Linked DNA regions of Gossypium hirsutum: region 1 is linked to region 2. The links are chromatin contacts, called in public Hi-C maps. All regions are on one chromosome and are shown on one strand. The core of a region is the stretch at or near the end of the contact, and the rest is flanking DNA. Distances in the headings are between cores, read along the strand shown. Region 1 holds the start of LOC107900981 (copper-transporting ATPase PAA2, chloroplastic). Region 2 holds the start of LOC107900987 (AT-rich interactive domain-containing protein 4).

The links. Hi-C and Micro-C count contacts between places; a contact is called where the count stands out from the background.
Region 1: a Hi-C map of leaf shows a contact between it and region 2, with 3 times the contacts expected there. The contact joins the promoter of LOC107900981 here to the promoter of LOC107900987 in region 2. A contact is called at or near these places in 5 of 34 Hi-C or Micro-C datasets (hypocotyl, leaf and petal).

What each region holds. Positions count from the first base shown.
Region 1 is chrD06:17,213,535-17,216,917 of Gossypium_hirsutum_v2.1, forward strand. LOC107900981 (copper-transporting ATPase PAA2, chloroplastic) reads right to left here and starts at 1,544. Exons shown (of 18, transcript XM_016826787.2): 1 at 686-1,544; 2 at 524-601. The coding sequence starts at 1,325.
Region 2 is chrD06:16,934,104-16,937,687 of Gossypium_hirsutum_v2.1, forward strand. LOC107900987 (AT-rich interactive domain-containing protein 4) reads left to right here and starts at 1,846. Exons shown (of 15, transcript XM_016826799.2): 1 at 1,846-2,945; 2 at 3,042-3,233; 3 at 3,440-3,493. The coding sequence starts at 2,790.

The DNA of each region.
Region 1 (3,383 bases), core at 294-2,793, 280 kb after region 2:
AAAAAATTATTTATAAAATATATCAATAAATTATTATCAGTGGAGTGACAAGGGTCTTTTATATGAATTTGTAGGTCTTGTGGTCAATTTGCAAATAATTTTTATTTGAATTTTATATTAAAGTATGAAAAGATGAAAATATTTTTAAAGTAATACTAATTACCCTTTGAAGTAAAGGTATTTTAGTAACTCACAGCCTGACACCAACTCAATCAGCCACTTTATATATACTATAGATAGATATTATGATTATTTTTCAAATTCATGAATTTGTGGAGGTCTTTTTCACGGTGAATTTGAAATTCCTAAAGGCATTTGTGAATTTGACATGCAAGTTTCTATACATTTCAAATACATATCATATTAAATATTAACTAATTTATAGTATGCAATTCATTCTGACAACTAATACAACAAACCAAATATAAATCCAAAATTTTCTAATCCATATATCCAAACATAGAATTTCTTACATGCCGCCTAAATGTTAATGCATGTGAAAATAAGGGATAAAACAACAAACCTCTTCCTGGACCCAACAAAGCCGTTAAAGCCAATCCTCCTTTGACATAAGAATTATGAAGGACCTCCAGAAACGATCCTGAATCAAACATAATTAAACCATAGGCGTCATTATCACATATCAAATTTAAATAAGAAATTGAATTGCATTAAATTAAATTACCATGGCCGAAATGAATCCCTAGGGAGTGCAAAATATGTGAAGCATGAGCTCCACAACAAAGCGCCACCAAAGTCCAAGCAAAAGCCACTCGATTCCTACTCTTCACCAACAATTCCTCTTTCTTCTTCAACATTTCCTTCCACTTCCTCATGTTCTCCGCGATTCCAATCCCCGAAACCCTCCTCTTAGCCATGAACCCGCACTCGCTCACCCTCTGAGCTATACTCTCCGCAACACTCTCCACGGTTTCCCTCTCCATCACCTCCCGCTTCAACTTGATCGCCGCCGTCTCGGTCAACAAGTTGACTACTACTGATTCGACTCGCTCGTCGGAAGAGATAACCGATTTGACTCGGGACACGCATCCGCCGCACATCATCCCGTTGACATCGAGGAGAACCGACGGGTCTTTAAGCTTCTGTCCTACCGGCAGTATAGACGATTCCTCCGACTCTAATCTAGTCTCCAGTGAACTGAACAAGACGAATCCAGGAGTTGACCGAGGCCGACAATGGAAACGACCACGAGGGCATCGTTTTAGCAAGCCAAAGCGGTCAGCTTTGAGTTTCGCGCCATTACTGAAAGAGAGCTTTGGCCGATTTAATACAGAGAGTCTTAACAGATCCCCCGCCATTGCCATTGTTTGCTCGCATAAGGATTTTTTTTTAAAAAAAAAAGATGACCAAAGAAATGCACTGAGAAAGATTTGAAGACAATGATGTTGATCCTTGTTGAAAGTTGAAACGCAGAGAACCGTAATTTCCTTTTTCCTTTTAGAACATTATCCAATTATAATCCGCCATGTAATCTTGAAACTGTATCCGCACGTTTTTTTGTATGGTATTATCGAACTGAACTTCACCTAACCTTGTGGTCGAAATTCGACAACAGCAATTGAGATATTCAATTTACTTAAAATTCCAAAACGCTGCGTTTTAATCCATTACACTTGGGGCTAGGTTACCATTGTTAAAAAAATGTTGTTCACTGTTATTAAATATATATATTAAATACGATATTGGTAAGTAAAAAATAAGTGAAATAATATTTAAATAATTTAATATGTTAATATATGAAATATAAAATTTAAATGGCTTTAAAGAAATTAATATAAATTATTTGTAAACTTTAATTTAAATATATAAACAATATTAGAGAAAATTAATTTTTTTATTAATTTACATGCTCATTGCAAAATGCTAAGTTAAAGCTTAAAAATATATTTGATTGATGAAATAAATGAGGATATTTTGACAATTTTACATTCAAAAGTCAAAAGTCAAAAGCAAAAAGCTTTATTTTTTAGCTTTTGAGGTTGGGTCTAAAAGTTAGTTTGAAATGTAACGACCCGGTTTTTAATAGTATCAGAAAATGTAGTTTCAGAATTTCATTTTCGTAATCCAAATCCGTAATATTTAATAGAGATATTTACGAAGTTATTGTATTGATTAATTGAAATTTGGTTAAGTGATTTAATCAAAATTGTGATTAATTAAGGCTTAGGGACTAAATTATAAAAGTTTAATTACTATAGATTTTTAATTAGAATAAGGCTTGAGGACTTAAATTACAACTAACCAAAGGAATATAATAGAAAACAGACCGATTTTAAATATATGTTAGTGGGTGGTGATGGATGGTGTCATTTACTTAATTTAATTAGTTATTAAGCTTAAATAATTAAGGTTAATTTAATTAAACTAGTTTAATTAAAATAAAACCATAGTATAAAATGCAATTAGCGGAAAGAGAGAAGAGAGTTTCATCTTCTTCATCTCAACAAAAAAAGAAACATAAAAGGAAAACACCATTTTTGCTAACTTTGAAGCTTTTGGCTAAATAAGTCCCTAGTCATTTTTCATTAATTTTTATAGATTTGAGGTCATAGGAGCTTGAATTGGCTAACACATTTATTAAATTGTGAAACTGTTAAAGTTTTAGAAAGTTTTCATAGTTGAGAACTTGATGAAATTGATGTGAATTTGATAGAAATTAAGCTTAGTTTAAAAAAAAGACTAAATTGTAAAGTTCAATTGATAGTTTCGTACAATAGGGATCAAATTGAATAAAATAAAAAACTATTATGAAATCTTGGTAGGAATAGGAAATAGAAGGTCCTTAATGAAAATAGGTGAAATCGAATTTTAATTTGAGGGTTTAGATTGAAAGTTATGCTTGTCTCGGGTTTAGAGACTAAATTGAATAAATTGCAAAATATGTGTGACTTTGTAATTGGTTGTGATTTGAATTGGAATTTGATGTTGTGTATTGTTGGATTATTATTTGTAGCTAAAGACGACGCAAGGCCATCAAAAGGGAAAGGAAAGACGAGAGCCAACGCCGAGTAACTTGAGTCTTCAGTTTGTATTTATATAATTTGAATCATTATAATTGTTTCATATTTATATTGTTTTGCATAGTATGATATTGAGGTGAGTTGAAAATGATTATTTGATTTGAATTATTATGATTGAGATTACTTGTTGAAATAGAGGACTAAATTGAATAGAACTAAAACTAGTGTAACTTGATGAAAATATGAAATTGGCCTTGAATTGGATTGAATCATGTTACGTTATGTAATGAAATGATGAATTGGATAATTAGTTACCCTATTAACTTGATGTCCACGAAACCAACTAAAAATACAACAAAGACAAGTGCATCTATCGACAAATAGTATAGCTAAGGTGAGCAA
Region 2 (3,584 bases), core at 596-3,095:
TTTTATTAAATGACTATTATTATTTTGACGACCTTCTTATCTTTTCATATTTTTAAATAAAAAACTAAAATTTACGTGTTGAACTTGTGTTTATTGGATTTATAAACAAATTTTTTATCACTACACCAGCAATAATTCTTAAATAAACTTAAAACAAGTAACTTTTAACATAAAATGTCTTTCTATACTATTAATGAAACCCCTGACTGACTGAGATGATGTCATAGGTAAACCAGGTATCGACTCAGTAAGGAAATGACTAATATACCATTTTATTAAATGACTACTATTATTATTTCAGTGTTACAAGTCAGCTCAAAACCAACTTAATACTGTACATATTATATGTGCTATTATTAATTAATTTTAAATTTTACATTTTAATTATTTATTATATGTTATATTCAAATGCACACGTATAATAGAAATACTAAAAGATAATTCATTAACATGTAATCTTTCCGTGATTAGTGAAATTCTGTTCATGGAAAAAACTTGCTAAGAGAAAGGGTTAGTTTTGCTAAACATCTCCAAACTATCATTTAGATTTTAAATTAGTTCTTGGATTTTAAAATATTGTAATTGAATTCTTAAAATACTAATAATCAATTTAGTCTGTAAATGATTGTTTGAAATTGACATAAAATATATTTAAAACATGTGAATCAAATTATACATGCGTGTATATATTGTGTTGATAGTTTGAACCTAAAGCGCTAAAAAGAACAGACAACATTAATAAAATTTAGGAAGGTTGTTTTTATTTTTTATTTTTATGCAATAGATTCAAATTATTCATGTAGTAGGTACACAAATTTTGGGATCGTTGTGTTTAAATATCCTTCATATTAAATTTGATCCAGCATTTAATGCCCAAGTTAATGACTTGATGAACAAAAAAACCTAATTGATACAATACTAATACTTTAAAAATTCAATTAAAATATTTTAAAATTAAAAAGCCAAATTAGAATTAACCTATAATTTAAAACTGTATGATACAATTAATCCTCAGTAAAACATAATCCAAGAATTATAAAGGCAAGTAGTTTGTTGTAGAAATTAAGATTTTGATTATGAATTTCATCCCCAAAAATTAATCTTTATATTTTAATTTGTCAAAGTTTTGTCCTTGTAATTTATATACCTCATAAAAACCAAGGAGTTAATTTGATTACTGTTGATTTTTGTTAATTTTTTACATATAAATTGTAGTGTTGTTTGAATCGAGCAGAACCAGCTGGTTGAGAGACCGACCTGAAAAGTGGCTTTGGATTGATTAGACCGAAAATCGGTAAAAATTAAATAAAAAACCGGTTGAATCGGTTAAGAATCGATTGAACCAGAATTTTTAAATTTTTTGAAAATTTAATAAATTTTTAATTGGATCAGAAAGTCGGTGATAAATTATTGTTATGGTTATGTTTTTGCTAATTTTTTTACTTAACAACTGATGTTGAGATCAATAATTTAATAGTATTGCCACTTTAATTTTGAAGGATGAAATTGTAATAAAAGATAAGTTATTAAGTTTTTATAGAATAAAAAGATGAAATTGAGAATAAAACCAAGTGAAAAGAAGAGTGAAAAAGAAAGTGGGGGAGTCAAATCCAGGGAACTGGGTCCCAGTTCGTACAAAGCGAGCAGTTCGAGTGCTGAACGAAGAACATATTTACCTGAAAAGAATTTTTGTTTTCGGGGCTTTTAAAGTCTCAGTAAATAATATCATTCAATCCCAACACAAATTTACCCATGATGATCACCGTCATGATCGCTTGGACAATGAGAACAGAACCAAACCAACCATTCTAAATCTTTGTCCAAACAAAAAAAAGAAAGAAAAGAAATTAGAAATACCCTTCATTAATGAACGTTTTCCGGTTGTATTGGACTTTGAAGTATAGTATTCAAGAACACAAAAAAGCAGATACAGAAACTTTTCACCTCCTCAAAGTTTGCGAACGAGTATAATGCATTAGTTATGATATCTTTTGAAGCACGGTAACTTGAAAGAAACAAATTATTAAAAAGTCAATTAAGAAATGGGCATTTCTTTTTCCTTTTTTGTGGATTTCCTGATCAAACGGTTCATCAAATTCACTCTTTTTGACTTGGGAAACTGTAGTTATTAAAAATACATACTGACAACAAAGAGAAAAAAAGGGAGGCTCTGGCTGGGCTTTTTTTTATTTTTAATTAATTTACTTTGATTTTAATCGAATTTTGATTTTGATTTTGGGTTTTTTTTTTGTTTTTGATTTTAATTTTTTTTGTCAAAGGCGGTGCTAGTGGGGGATTGTTAGTGAAAGAAGGAATAAAGATGTGTCATTTCGGGTTTTTTATTTATTTGAGATTTCTTTATTATTTGGGAGACTGACTCTTCTTAAAACTTAGGGTTCTTTTTTTACTTTCCGATTTTTGTTTTGGAAGGATTTGCTTCCTGAGAAATTTTCTCGGTATCTTCGTCTGGTTTGGTAATTTTGTACATTCGGGTTCTCGATTCCCTTGTTTATTTCATCTGGGTCGGTGGGTTTTCTTCAGATTTTGAACTCTCCACCTTTGGTTTTTAGGGATTTTCAAGTGTCTCAAATACAAAGTGAAGTTCCTTTTTGCTCTGTGATAGAATTTTGGAAAATCAGAGGTTTCGAGTAATAAGATTTGCAGTTGGCTTTTTAGGGTTTTGATTTGATTTCAGAGTAATGTTTTAGGTTTTTGGGATTTCTTAAAGGGGCCATTGGTGCCTTGCACTTAGTGGCAAGTTTGGGTCTTGCTGAGTCTGGCATGTTTTAATGATGTTTAGTGCTCAAAGGTCTTCAAGGAACCATTGCAATCTCCTTGCTATTCTTTGTGGTGGTGAAGTTTCTGATAATAAACAGAAGCAGCCAGTTTCTAATGATAAGTCCAGATACCTTTTTCCAGAGATTGCTTCTTCAGGTCGCTTGGAGGTATATAAATCGTGTTAATAGTTTTTAACCTTTTTTAACTGTTGACATTTTAGCAGAACTTCTTATAAAGTTGCACTTTTACTTATTTAAATGCAGGTTCAGCTTCTGAACAATCCTAGCATCGATGAGGTTCGACGAGTTCTTGAATCGTCTGAGCCAAATGTTGTTTACTTACAAGGAGAGCAGAATGCTGATAGTGAAGAAATTGGTTATCTGGTTTGTGGAGATGTTCACTTGTCCACTCCAGAAGCTTTATACGGACTTTTTGGTTCCACATTGCCCACCACTGTTAGTGAGACATGATTTTCTTGTAGTACTTGTTTAATAATGTTTATAGTTTGATCCCATTCTCCCTGAAATTATACGATGGGATTGTTTCATGCATGTTTCCTTTTGTTTTATACTTCCTTTTACTAGTTTTGCTGGTTTCAGACTTTCAGTGCTCATTTGAAGTTTATTATGTTTGGTTGATTTATTCTCAAATGTTTGTGCAGGTTTATTTAGAGACTCCCAACGGTGACAAATTGGCTGAGGCACTTCATTCCAAGGTAAAGTTATTGATCATGATCATAAAGTGAACAAATGGAAACTTGTTATATATATTTGATAAATTTCTTAAACCACCCTTAACTCCGCAAA